2 separate regions of the Sus scrofa genome follow, and region 2 is linked to region 1. The links are chromatin contacts, called in public Hi-C maps. All regions are on one chromosome and are shown on one strand. The core of a region is the stretch at or near the end of the contact, and the rest is flanking DNA. Distances in the headings are between cores, read along the strand shown. Region 1 holds the start of NDUFAF2 (mimitin, mitochondrial). Region 2 overlaps LOC102167681 (a long non-coding RNA gene).

Region 1 (7,350 bases), core at 1,657-4,156:
TTTCAATGAAATGAAATTGATACAAGTTTTTTTTAATGGTCAAAAGATTGAATGGCTACTTTGTCAAAGCTCTATGGATGGCAAATAAGCACAAGAAAAGATTCTCAACATCCTCAGTCATTGGGAAAATGAAAATGAAAACCAAAATGAGATAACACTATCCACCTATTAGAATAGCTAAAATAAAAATAAAAAACAAAAAACTGACAAAACCAAATGCTGGTGAGAATGTGAAACTAGAGGTATCCTGCATTGCTATTAGGAATGAAAAATGGTACAATTTGGAGAATAGTTTGGTAGTTACATATACACTTACCACACAACTCAGTAATCTCACTCCTAGATGTTCCCCCAAGAAAAATTATGTTCACACAAAACCCTATATAGGAATGTTTTTAGAGGCTTTGCACAATCACCAAAAACTAGAAACAACCTAAATAAATGTCCATCCTTCAGGTGATGAATGGATATCAAACTATGATAAAGCAATTCAACAGAATACTACTCAGTAATAAAAAGGAACTACTGACACATGGATGAATCTCAGTTGCACTATACCATGTGAAATAAGCTAGATTCAAAAGACTACATCCTGTGTAACTCCATTTATATGATATTCTAGAACAAGCAAAACTTTACGAACATAAAACAGATCAGGGGTTGCCCAGGGCTGGGTATAAGGTGAGGGAATGAGCTACTAAGGGGTAGGAGGGACTTTGGTGGTGAGGGAACTGTTCTATATGTTGATTGAGGTGATACTTAAAGGACTCTATGCATCTGCAAAAATCATAAAATCCTAGGAGTTCCTTGGTGGCTCAGCGGGTTAAAGACCAGGCGTGTTCACTTCTGTGGCTATGGTTACAGCTCTGTGGCCCTAGAACTTCCACATGCCACAGGCCCAGCCAAAAAAACCCCCAAAACCCTACATCAAAAAGAACGAATGTTACTGTATGTAAGTTACACGTTAATAAAAAGAAAAAAAAGGAGGTCTATCTAATGTTTTCTTTTCTTTTTCCTTTTTTTTGGCTGCTTGTGGCATCTGGAAGTTCCTGGGCCAGGGCCTGAATCCAGAGAGGCAGCTGTGGCAAGGCAGAATCTGCTGGGTGGAGGATCAAACTGGCTCCTCCACAGCAATGGGAGCAACTGCAGTCTGATTCTTAACCCACTGCGCCACAGCAGGAACTCTCACTGTCTTCACATTTTTTAAAATGTTACTCAATAATTTATGGAGGAGTTCCCGTCGTGGCGCAGTGGAAAAAAATGGGACTAGGAATCATGAGGTTGCAGGTCTGACCCCTGGCCTTGCTCAGTGGGTTAAGGATCCCACATTGCTGTGAGCTGTGGTGTAGGTCAGATCTGGCGTTGCTCTGGCTGTGTCATAGGCAGACAGCTGCTGCTCTGTTTAGACCCCTAGCCTGGGAACCTCCACATACCCCAGGTGCAGCCCTAATAATAATAACAACTTATGGAAAAGAAACACCTTTCACCCTGCTTGCAATCTGTCAAGAAATACTTCACCACCAAGCTAGGTTATTTACTGCTCTATTAGAATCTACATGTTCATTAGAGAAACAAGTCTAAAATATTAAGTTACAGAAAAGGGCTAGGCAAAACAAGTTTGAGTTATAAATCCAGCAACACACTTTACCTGTGGCTCCACTAGGAATGAAGGAGAAATCCTCTGTCAGGCGTTAAAGGAAATGAACAGAACACAATTTTGAAAGGTCTTAGTGCTTCTCAATATTGTTGCTATTATTATCATCTCTAACTTTGAGGTGAAGATACTAAGACTTGGGGAGGATAAATATTTTGTCCATGATCCCTCAGCTATTAGGTATCAAAGTCGAGATTCTTACCCAAACGTTTCTAAACCCAAAGCTTGAGATCTTCTGAAATCGTGATGTTTGAACAATACAGCTTATGACGGCTGCCACGTGGTGTGATTTCAATGGACAGGAAGGTCCCTACCTCCCCAAACACCAAGACTTTGCACATTCCTACACAGAAGTACGGTTAGAACCATGTATCTTAAAGTGAGCTCAACAAGTTTCTGGAGGGCAACCTCGCAGTAAAGGTAACCTGGAGCCTTGCGGGTATCTTCTTCCATACTGTCACTGTACATGGACCTACTTCAAACAGTTTTGGCCATAAGGAAGGTGACGCATGGGGCCAATGCCAAAGTCACGGGGAAAAAAAGATTAACGCTAAGAAAGATGAGAGCGGAGGCGCTGAAAATACACCTCTTAAATTACTTCACGCCGGCCTGCTCCCAAAGCCGGCACGGAGGAGGAAAGGCACTTCCCCGCCACTTCAAGCACCTTTGGTAAAAGGCCTCAGTGGACTAGTCCCCGTCTACGTCGCCCCATGGTAAACACCCACACTGGGGCGCCCTCCACCTGCAAGACTGTAGGTGCTGGGCGAAGGGTGAGTGCGGTGCTAGCGCCAGCCGCGGCAGGCTGCGGACCCCGGCGCTGCAGCTGAGGTACCTCGGTCACACATGGGGCCGCTCACCCAGAGCGGACGCAAAGCCAGCGGCCAGAGTGGAGGGGGCGGCGAGATAACCAACTCGGGTTGTGCACTCTGGTGATTATCACAAGTGCCGCACGTCGCTTTAGTTAACTAGACGCTCCCCCTTTCCTCTCACTTCGTGACCGCGCAACCTGCGCCCCTGCCCACATCTCACCTCTCCAGTTCTTGTGCTCCGGGATATAGTAGTATTTGTTCCCGAACCGGTCTGTGCCCACTTGCTCCTTCACTTCCTTCGACAGTGCTCGCCACAAGACGCGGAACAAACCCTGAGGCCAGCCCATGTTTCCGGATCACCTTCCAGCGCCAGTAGCGGTAAGACCTGCCGGGATCCAGGCTACCAAGGGGAGAACGCCCCCGCCGCCGACCCCGCCCACCGGCTGAGAGCAATCCACCCTCTAGTAACGGCACTCACCATTGGTGGGATCGCATCATGCTTAACCAATGTGAGACTCCGCTGCTACACCCGCTGCCTCCGAGTTCTGTCATGGCGGCGTCCAGCTCTCCACCTGGGGTAAAAGGAAGGGATGCTAGGGTTTTTGTCGGCGCGACAAGCGGGTTTGGAGGACCCTCTTCGCCTACGGAGAGCGGAGTCCACACGGAGGTAAAGAAAACCTTAGTTTTTTTCTAGTACGCCAGTTAAAATCTGAACCAATGGCTATGTTAGCCTTGCTCATACTTTCCCTCCTCATTATCCTTTTACTCCCACCACGCTCGACTTTACTCCTGTGTCTTGAAAAAATAAAATATCTGTTGTATACCTGTAGTCAGGTGGGTACCATCGTGAAATCGGGTGAAGGCGCTATAAACCTAATGAGGATATTTTTGTGGTTTTTTTAATTCGCTATTTTATGATTGAGTGTTGTGCCAATTTCTGCTGTATAGAAAAGTAACTCAATTATACAGGCACACACACATTCTTTAAATTTGCGGGTTTTTTATGTTTTGGTTTGTTTTGGTTTTTGGCCCGGCCTGGGACATAGGGAAGTTCTAGGGCCAGGGATCCAACCCTAGCCACAGTTGTAACCAGAGCCACAGCAGTGACAAGGCTGAATCCTTAACCGACTGGGCCACCAGGGAACTCCCGAGGATATTTTTGTTTTACTTTATTCCTTCTCCCTCCTTCCTTCCTCACCTCCCAAGGAGTAACTCTCCTCCAAGAATTCCGTCTTTCATTCTGTCGATGTATTTAGTGAGATCCTTCTGTGTGCTAAGCAATATGTTAAAGGCAGAGCACGGGCCAGAAATGAACAAAGTTTAACGTAACTACAGCAGAGGATTCAGCAGAGAGAGGGCCACTGACAAAAGATGAAGCTGGAGAAGTAGGCAGAGGCAAGATGAGGAAGAGACTTGTGTGCTTGGTTGAGAGGTATGAAGATGAGAATAAAGTGACAAGTATTGCATTTTGTCATCTGCTTGGAGAATGAATTGAAGTTCAGAGCAAGACTGGGAGCTAAGTTAGGTAACTTGCAAGGAGAGAGTTGAGCCAGGGACTTGGCAGTTGGAACAAAGAGGATGAAGATACTTGAAAAATAAGAAATGCAGTCACCATGGAAATTAATTGGATATAGGAAAATGATGAAAAGGGAGGAATCAGCAATGATTCCCAGCTATGTGCCTTGTGTGGCAGGGTGAATCATGGTGTTATCTTTTCCCAAAGAGGGAGCAAGTTTTACTTTAATTTTGCTCATACTGATTTTTCCCATATTGCTGTCAAGGAACTTGTGAAGATTTCACTTGGAGAGTGGAGTAGACAGTTGCATATATACGTTTGATGCTCAGGAGAAATTTAGGTATCTTTAATGCAAGATGATATGTGAAGCAAGGGGGACATAAGATTTCCTAGCCACTATTTGTGGAGTAAAGAGAGAGAAGCTATTCAATGATAAAAAAAACCTGAAAAATATTAACACTTAAAGTTAAGCAGAAAATGAGATTGCAGAGGAACTGAAAAGGAGTAACCGGAGGGATAGAAGGAAAATCAGGGTAATGAGGTATCATGGCTGCTAAGGGAAGACTGTCTAAAGAGGAAGTTATCAAATGTGTCAGTCGCTGCTCCCAAATCCCTTCTTTGCTCTCAATGGTTCTCCATCCCATTACTCTGCTTTATTTTCTTCATTCAGTTTATTGCCACCGAAATTGTATATGTGTTTATTTTCTTGGTAGTATATTGTCTCCTTAATCCTGGTATTCCAATTGCCTGGAAGAGGGTTTGGCATTATGATCTTAATAATAATCTTAATAATTAATGGGGAAAATTACAGTTGTTCTGTGACTTTAAAATTTTTTCGTCAAAACACTAGAATACTCTGTTATGTATGGATAGGGAAATGAAAAAAATAGTAAAACTAACACTTAATACACTTTAAGTAAAATACTATGTTTCAGCCCTAAAAAAAGGCCAAAAAAAAAGTAATTTGAATAGTGCTTGTCTTTCTAATCATTGCACAACTTACAGTATAAGCTGAGCATCTTTTCTATACATTAGCTAATTATTACATTCCTTTCTAAGTTTGTATCAGATTCCAACATTTTTTCCTTTACATCCTCAATGTCATGAAATATCTCAGAGCTTTTTTAATGTGAAGATTTTTGCCAGTGTCTCTTCCTCTAGGACATCTTCAGCCTTTTCATCACAAACACTTTTCCTCATTTATATTGATAAGTTTGCCTTCCTTGGTCTGCTCATCTAGAGTTCCTAAAATGGCAGCAGAGTCAACAGTCCCATAGTCACCTATATCTTCCATAATTCCATTTACATTCAATTTGAGTTTCACTTCCAGCATTATCACTTTGTGTTGCTTTCGTACACTTTAGTTTTATTTCCCGGTTCCTTCATTCAGTTATGTGTTTTGAGAAATTCCTTGTGGGTTTATCTCAGGGACATGATGGTAACAAAGCTAAATGCTGTGTATGAACTGAATAACAAATGTACAGTGATCATCCAAGACTTTGAAGGAAATCATTCCAAGTGGTCACCAATTATAATGTGCATGTTATTTTCATAATCTTTTGTGAACTGAAAAGCAATTACCAAACCTTGTTCTTTATGCTATTACTCACAGTAAATATACCACAATAACTGAGATTTAAATCATGTCATGGTCTGGTATTAACTCAATCATGCTAGCTGAAATTCACATATATCAGACGATGCGAAATAAGAACTACTTGTATATTTAAGTTAAAGTGTTTAAGGTAGTTTGTTTTTTTTTCTTTGATTCCCCTCATTAGTTGTGTGGGGTTCTTTTGGGGTTTTTTTTGCTTTTTGGGGTCTCACCCGCGACGTATGGAAGTTCCCAGGCTAGGGGTCAAATTGGAGCTACTGCTGCTGGCCTATGCCATAGCCACAGCAACTTGGTATCGGAGCTGCTTCTGCACCCTACACCACAGCTCACGGCAAGGGTGGATCCTTAACCCACTAAGCGAGGCCAGGAATCTACTCCCACCTCCTCATGGATCCTAGTGGGTTTCGTTAACTGCTGATCCACGAAGGGAACTCCCGAGTCGTGCTTTAGTTTAAATAAACAACTATACAGTCCTGTTTTAGTCAAGAATATATCTACTGTAATTTGCCCTAGCTTCTTGTCATTGGCTATGGTCAAAGGTATGAACACTAAAATGCAGGGTTTACAATTCAAAGTCTCCTTTTTTATTTTACAACTTTTTTGAGGTACAATAACATACAGTAAATTGCACATTAAGTTAGAGTATATAATTAATGAGTTTTGACATAAATAAACACTTCCGATGTCATCATCATAATCAAGATAACAAACATCCACAAGCCCCCAAATTTCATTGTGTCTCTGAAATCCCTCTCTCCCTTCTTTCCCTGTTGCACACTCTTTCTACTCCAGCAAACCACTGATCTGCTTTCTGTCACTATTGATTAGTTTGTATGTTTCAGAATTTCATATAAATGAAATTTTGTGTAGATTCTTTGACTCAGAATAATAGAAATTTGTCCATCCTGTTGCATGTATTCATTCTTTTTTGTATTGATGAGGAATATTGCATTGTGTGGATATACCAGGACTTACTTATCCATTCATTTCTTAATGGGCATTTGAGTTGTTTCTAGTTTTTGGCTATTATGTATAAAGTTGCTCTAAACATTCATGCACAAGTCTTTTTATGGACATAGGCTTTTATTTCTCTTGGGTGAATACCTGGCACTTTTTAAGAAGCCGACGGTTTTCTAAAAGCTTACATATCTATCAGCAGTGGATGAAAGTGCTGATTGTTTCACATTTTTTATTTCCCCTTTCCTGCTTTCTTTTGGATTATTTGAAAATTATTTAGTATTCCATTTTAATTTATCTATTATGATTTTAACTGTATATCTTTGTATAATATTTTTTGTGGTTGCTATAGGAATTATAAAACACTGACTTCTCATTTTCTGCTTAGAATCAATATTTTACTCTTTCATTTGGCATATTGAAACTTTATCACCCTTTACCCTCCACCATATATGTTGCCATTTTATATATAAACTTCATTGGACAATGTTGCAGTTTCATCAAACATATTTTAAGGAACAGCATTGTCTATTTTATTTACCTAGGTATTTAATATTTCTTTTGTTCTCTCTTCATTCCTGATATCCCAACTTTCCTTATATCACTTAACTTCTGTCTGAAGAACTTTATTTAGCAATTCTTTTAGAGCAAGTGTCATGGATCTCTGGTTTCTGAAAAGGAATCTTCAGTCATTTGAATCGTTGTTTCTCTATAAGTAATTTGCCGTTTTCACTAGTTGCTTTGAATTTTTCTTGGTTTTTTCAGTTTTCAGCAGTTTGATTATAATATGTATTTGCAA
Region 2 (7,350 bases), core at 2,566-5,065, 670 kb before region 1:
AACTGGTACGACCTCTATGGAAAACATGATGGAGGTTCCTCAGAAAACTAGATAGAGAACTACCATATGATCCAGCAATCTCATTCCTGGGCATCTATCCAGACAAAACTACAATGCAAGAAGATACATGCACCTGTATGTTCATAGCAGCACTATTAATATCTAAGACATGAAAACAACCTAAATGTCCATTGATAGATGAATAGATTAAGAAGATGTGGTATGCATACACAATGAAATACTACTCAGCCATAAAAAAGAACAAAATAATGCCATTTGCAGCAACATGGATACAACTAGAGATTCTCATACTAAGTGAAGTAAGTCAGAAAGAGAACTATAAATACCATATGATATCACTTGTATGTGGAATCTAAAACATGGCAGAAATGAACCTATCTGCAGAACAGAAACACACACAGAGACATAGAGAACAGATTTGTGGTGGCCAAGGGGGAGAAATGAGGGGAGAGGGATGGAATGGAGGGTTGACGTTGGTAGATATAAACTATTACATTTAGAATGGAAGGGCAATGGGGTCCTGCTGTATAGCACAGGGAACTGTGTACAATCTCTTGGGATAGAACAGATGGATAATATGAGAAAAAGAATATGTGTGTGTGTGTGTGTGTGTGTGTGTGTGTGTGTGTGTATATATATGAATGAATGACTGGGTCACTTTTCTGTACAGTAGAAATTGGCACATTGTAAAAATCAATTATACTTTAATAAAAATTTTTAAAACTTGGGAAAAAATGAGGTTATTCTAGTTGTTAGAAGTGATCTAAAAAGCTACAGGGTCTGCATGAGATGTCACTAAAGGATTGGTCAATAGAGACCCACCTAAGAAGATCTGAAGGGTGAATGGAAGAGACATCCAGGCTCTTTGTGACTGTACTCCTTTGAAGTCTGAGAAGACAGGGTAGGTTGCACAAAGATTAAAGCACTGGTAGGAGAGCCCAGGCTTTCCAGAAGAAAAATGGTGAGAACAGAGTGGATGGACTTGTTCCTCTCTTGGGTGGGAAGCCTCAAAAAGTTGGGACGGGCCAACGTGGATGGTCTTAGGTGTGAGCAGTAGGGCTGGATTAACATGGGGGGTAAAGTCATTTGGAAGTGACCAATAGGAGTAAGGGATCTCACTAGCATAAAACCTGGCTTCTCCTCCAAACTCTTAAAAGCAGTAAAACAGTTTAGTGAGAATCTAAACTAGGGGATACATGTAGGTGAGCTCCCTTCCAGGGCTGAAAGTATGACTTTCCCCTGCCATCCAGTGGGATGGTGAGAAGTCATATTGTAAGGACATTCCTTCCCCATTCCTACCCCTTGGCCGGAGCTCTTGGCTAAGAGGAACATGTGCCATATGTGTCTTACAGGATGTCATACAGGATGAAGAGGAGCGTCCTCTCTTTTCCCCTCCTTCTCTTCATGGCCAAGACTGGCTCCATGCTCCCTGGTTCAGTGACTCCTTCCTCAGCACACTGAAAGACTCTTTTTTCAGCCTCCCTTCCAGTTAGACCTGGATTCTGGGCAGGTGGCCAGTGCAGCCCTGGCCCCTAAAACATTCAATTCAACCTTTCACTCATTCTCCCCTCCCAACTTGTAAGACTGGAAAGAAAGGACTTCAAGATGATGGAAATGTGCTGGCAAGGCTCTGCTTCCCTGCTCAGGTAGGAGCCTCGGTCCCTCATCAGACTGTGCCACAGGTAGGTTGTGCTTGGTTAAGCCACTGTGATGTGGGATTGTTCATTCTGCAGTGCAACCTAGCCTACTTTAATGTGCCTGCCTGACCCACCCCAGTGTCCCCTACAGTCATTTTCCTCCCTTCTGCACACAACCCCCTTGGCTTCATTCATTTTCATGCAGCAAAGTATTCACAGCTCTAGAGCTGGGCAAAGAAGATCCACAAAGAAAACACTCAGGGCTTTCTCTTCCTAGAGCAGCTGTTGTACCACCATCCACAGCCTTGGCTGGCCCCTGCTCTTGCAAGGCTCCTCCTCTGGATGGTCACTCAGGTGGCTTCTCAGCTGAAATGACCCTTTCTCAGAGAGGCTAGTGGCACCTGCCCCATTTACCATCACAATACCCTCCTTTACTGCCTCAGGGCACTTCCAATCCATGGAGCTTATTTGTTTATTGTCTTTCACCTTCTAGGATGTTATCTCCATGAGAACAAGGGTTTGTATGTTGCTGTTTCTTTAGTGCCAGTAAACAGGTGTGGAGTGAATGAATGAATGGAGGATATAAAGATTCTCACTTCAGGTTACCTAGTCTCACTTCTTTACAAATGAAGAAATTGAGCCTTTTTTCCTAAAAAGAAGAAACAGGGAAGCAGCTAAGCCAACTATGCTGACTCTGGAGTGCTGAACTGGGACGTGATTTATTCAAATGAAAACTCCCGGGGAATTGTTTTGGAGGGATCCATAAAACAAATGTCATTTTCACCTGGAGAAGTCACCCAACCTTCTAACCAATTCCAAATACAGTTCTCTAATGCAGATTTGACAAATTTAAAATCTCTTACACAAAGTCATTCATCATCTAATATGAGCCTGCCCTGCGTCACTGTTTAAGTTATAGCTTTTTAATGGGGTAAAACATTTCTATAAAATCATCAAAATACCTTACACCAGAACTGCCTATAAGAAATTGATGAGTTTCAAGCATTGATTCAACCCCTGAAAACGTCAACCTTGCCATTGGCACTGTGGGCATTTCTAATAAAAGCAGCTAAGGAGGTATAATGAATATCTAATGAACCATTTTGTGTGTCTATGTGGTTTCTTGAATTGGGAATAAATCAATGAGCCTTACAAAATGCATATTTTAGTGGTATATTCATAAACAATAATCCTGTTTTTCTATCATGACTGGAGTGTCATTCTTTTTATAACACAACTGAAGATTCAATAATTTTATATATACATAACCTAGAGCTTAAAGGGGGAGGGCAACCTAGCACATGTTTGATTTTTAAAATGTTCTTGTGTGTGGAAGCTATGTGGATCACAAAGGTAAAACCAAAGCACTCACGATCTAGTAGCAAACATGGGACATATGAATAATAACCAGTAAACAATGTGGAAACCTCCATGAATGCAGGAGCAGGAAGTAGCCTAGACTGAATGCCATGGGCTAAGGAAAGCTGAGGGCATGAATCTCGCTTTGCAGACACAGTAGCTGAGCCCGTGCCAGCACTCCTGGCTGGTTCAGCCAGGGACAGTGGTCTCACTGGGCTGAAATAAGCTCCCCCAGCAATAGTGTGTCATGTTGCCCTGCAGAGCTCCCCCACAACCCTGCCAAAGGATTCAGCTGTGCTGTCCCACTGGCTTCCACAGCAGGAAATGGGTGCGTTGCTTTCCCTCCCATTGGCATGGGTTCAAACCCTGTGATCCAAAGGTGCCTCTCTATCTCAGCAACTTCCCTTCCAGAGGCCAAATATAACCAACCCTTTCCCAGCTCACAAAATTTCCAGTCAGACGGCCATGCACAGTGACAGCAGCCAAAGAGCATCTCCACAGCCCAGACCACAGCCAAAAATAACCGTCACTTGGTGAGTATGGGTTGGAACTATTTCTTCCTGTTCTTGGGACTTCGTTCAAAGGTATTTTGGTTTGGGTTTTGGATTGTTTTGTTTTGTCTTTGGTTTGGAAGTAAACATAGTAACTGAAGAAGTTGCTACATCAACATCCCATATTAGACTCATAGGTTTAAATCCAGTTGGGGTGGGTCATGAACAGAAATGTATCCATCTCTTAAAATCTCCCCAGTCACCTATATAAAAGATAGTCTAGCACATGCTTCTCCTCTCCACTCTGGCCGGCAGTACCTCCTGCACAGCCATGATCATGCTTGGACCAACCAATAGGATCCCTTTCTCCTCAGTCTAGTTGAGGTAAGAGGCTCATCTTTGTGGCTGGATGCAGTCGCTTCCATGTTTATACTCATGATGCACCAGGGCAGCAGTCAGGACTTGGGCCCCAGAGCTGTCAGTTTAGTGCCCTCCACAAGTACTAAAATGAGTTAAATTATTCATTTATTTCTGTAAAAGTACGCAGTGTTCAACAACCACCAAGCCCACTTTTGATCTGCTTCCTGACACACAACACTCTTGTCAACCAGGTTTTTTTGCAGGCTAGCAGACACATCTTGTTAAATCTTACTGAGTGGATGACACTAAATGGAATCATGCTAAAGAGATCCAGGCTGGGGAAGATGATTGTCTTCTCCACGCCCTCTTTCCAAATGCAATGAACAATATGCCATTGTGCAAAACCATAACCTTCAATTGTTGGAACATCTTTGTACTTTTGTTCTTCAAAGGCAGAATGTTTTCTGGCCTGGTACTACCTGAGAATCCTCCCTTAACTTCTACATGTGCAAGCATATCACACAGATACATCTCATTTCTTGTCATAGTGCATGCTGTGCTAGGACCAATAAATAATTTATGCATTTAATGCATTTATCAGCTCTCCTGTGTGTGTGTGTGTGTGTATGTGTGTGTGTGTGTGTACATATACATATCCTCTGTGCCAGTGTCAAAGATGTCTTTTATATTAACAGAAAGCAAGCAACCTCTTGGGTGTTTCTGTACCATGAAATTAGCTTTGCATCTTATGCATCAAATGAGTGAAAAGTGATAACAGGTCCCTGTTCTTTACACAAAACTAAGCACTCATTTATATCAGAAAAGGAGTTGTACTAAGCATTTCATGTTGAATGTTTTCTGAAATTGCTCCCTTCCCTTATTCTTTTCTAAGGAAGGCGTCTATTACTCCAGGGCCCTGTAGATTGCAGAGGGAAAATGGCTCCTAAGTCTCTACGTGTTCTATTTAGGTTGCCTTTTCTTTGCTTCCATGTCAGAATATTTATCTTGCTTATCATCAAGAACAGCTTCCTAGCACCCAGCAGTGCCAAGTGTGGCACCAGGTGTATGTGTTTGGCAGTCCTCACCTCCACTGCTGTCCACCGGCTCCAACTTGGATTTAACCATGTCATCACTCACACCCTGCAGCAGCAGCCTCTTGGGGTGCTACCAGCAAGATGACAAGTAGCAAGAATGAGCACCAGGGCAGCAGCTGCCGTGGGGCAAAGTCAGGTGTCACACCTGGCTAATGTTGCCTTTCAACTCCAGCCACCTCTCTCCATCCAGCTTCCTCATTTGGAAGGCTTTTGTGTCTCCCTGATGCCATGAAAGAATAGCCAGAATCATACAATCTTGGAGGAAGAGATCTCAAAAACATCTAGTTCAACCTGCTCATTTTAAAGATAAGGAAATGGGAGCCCTGAGGGGTTAAGTTTCTCGGCCAAGCTCATGCAGGTGGTTGTCAGCAGAGTAATGACTGGAATCAAGTAACAGATCCACTTTCTAATGATCTTTCCACAAAACCTGTGCCTCTTCAACATTTGGGGATAAATTTTAATCATGACCCACGTTATCTACAAATACATACAACTAAGACAACAGTCTCACTAAACTGTACTTATCTTTACTATAGGTGATACACTTTGGTATCTTCTATTGTAGTACATTCATTTTAAAAGAGGCTGGATACTGCTTGGCAGCATGTATACTAAAATTGCAACAATACAGAGAAGATTAGCATGGCCCCTACACAAGGATAGCATGCAAATTTTCCCCATATTTTTTTCACATTTACCAAATGTTCCTTTTCTTTCCAGGGATAATATTTATAGGTACACAGTTAAATAATTTGCATTTTTCCTAATTAGATACTTCTACTGAATGTCTAGAAGATGGGGTTGAATTAGATACAAAGAAGGGAACCTTCCAAATCACACCTGCCACATGCCTGATCAGGAATGAGCTTATTGTCTGATCTGTCCTTAACACTGAAAGGCAGAATGATCTCATAGAGAGAACACTGGGTCTAGTCTTGACTCCACCATCTTCCAAGTATGTGACTTGGGGTGAATTTTCTCTGGGTTCCACTATCTCAACTGCAAGATCAGGCTGTTGTTAATTGACAAGAGTTCTGAGAAGTGAGCAAAATAATGCAAATGAATGCAATGAAAAGCTCTATTCACAAGACTTGTCCTGGAACAGCAATAGTCTTAAATTCTCACATTTCAGAGAAATATGGTGTCTCAAGATGTTTCTGGCTTCTCATCAAAACACCTGCATAATGTATTACGAATAAATTTGGTATGATAAAGAAAAACTAAACCCTAGAACTTACTCATTTCTAAATGCTATTGCAGGTGTTTAGAGAGGAGGGGCTGACCCTAAATCTTGAAGATGTTCAGCCTCAGAAAAGCAGACGTCATTGAGGTCAAAGGTGACTCTAGGCTCTTGAAAGGAAAAGGTGATCAGTCACAAATTGAAAAACATATTCAAGAAAGATTGCTAGAGAGTACAAAAAGGAAGAACTGAATCAGTATATGGTAAAATATTCAGATGCAACAGCCATGCTGAAGGCTGGTGGGACAAGTGAGGTAGAATGTATGAAAAGAAAGAATTCCAGATGGACTCAATGCTGCCCCAGCTGCTTTTGAAGAAGGCATCTTTCTAGGAGGTGGTTAGGCTTGGTTTCAATCTATTCCAGCATTGGGCTCACTAAATCCCATAAAGATTTTAAAAACTGATACCAAAATTATTTTTGAAAATATTCAAAATGCCTGCCATGATTTTACCAAGAAGGACAGTTTGAAGGATCCTCCACAGCAAAGAACGTTAGACAGAGTCATTCAGAAGTTGACTGGGAGGCTCTGCTTAGAGAGATGGTTAGGGTAGAAAAAGGCATCACTGGCAGGACTAGGGCACTCAGGGCTGCTTCATGGCTGAGGCTGCTATGTGCAACAGAGCAGAAGTTGTCACAAAGATCCTGAAGAGAAGGAGGACCTGGCGTGGGTCAAGTGGGTGGAGGTGGTGTGGAGGTGGCATGTTCTCATTCCTGAAATAGTGCATTATCAGTATTAATGCACTATTACAGGAAGTTCCGGGCTGAGTTTCTCACCAATAACCTCAGAGAAATCACTTGAAATAAAAAAATAAAAAGACCAAAGAAAAGGTTATGGGTTTCAGTTAGGGGTTTCAGTTGACAGAGTGCATGATGGTTTATGGCTGTAACTGGGCACGCCCACAGATAACATGTTTTTGTGTCTTTGAATAAAAAGACGTCTGTAGTTTTCTTTTTAAAAAAAATTGCCAGTTATGCTTACAAAATTTATTCCACAACCTGCCAAACAGAGCATTTGAAAATAGCACCCCCACAGCGGAGAAGGTGAGCCCTGAGCACAGGCAGTATTCCCTCTTTCCTCACAGAATCACCTCCAGCCCGCTCCCATCTTCTCCTCCAACACCTCCTCCTATTGCACCCCTCACTGCAG

The links. Hi-C and Micro-C count contacts between places; a contact is called where the count stands out from the background.
Region 2: a Hi-C map of skeletal muscle shows a contact between it and region 1, with 4 times the contacts expected there. The contact joins the enhancer-like site here to the promoter of NDUFAF2 in region 1. A contact is called at or near these places in 17 of 47 Hi-C or Micro-C datasets (alveolar macrophages, blood, brain and 12 more) and 2 of 2 datasets of contacts at active chromatin or transcription factors (alveolar macrophages and skeletal muscle).

What each region holds. Positions count from the first base shown.
Region 1 is chr16:39,765,954-39,773,303 of Sscrofa11.1, reverse strand. NDUFAF2 (mimitin, mitochondrial) reads right to left here and starts at 2,906. Exons shown (of 4, transcript XM_021077006.1): 1 at 2,684-2,906. The coding sequence starts at 2,810. ERCC8 (DNA excision repair protein ERCC-8) reads left to right here and starts at 2,974. Exons shown (of 12, transcript XM_003133989.6): 1 at 2,974-3,130. The coding sequence starts at 3,054.
Region 2 is chr16:40,440,631-40,447,980 of Sscrofa11.1, reverse strand. The region is part of intron 1 of LOC102167681 (a long non-coding RNA gene); the gene reads right to left. Among named protein-coding and RNA genes, the nearest start is that of ZSWIM6, 340 kb to the right of the region's middle. Within about 2 kb of position 3,815, at least 4 of the 83 cell types and tissues checked have an H3K27ac peak or open chromatin away from gene starts, as enhancers often do. A contact at or near this core is called in skeletal muscle, where this site is marked.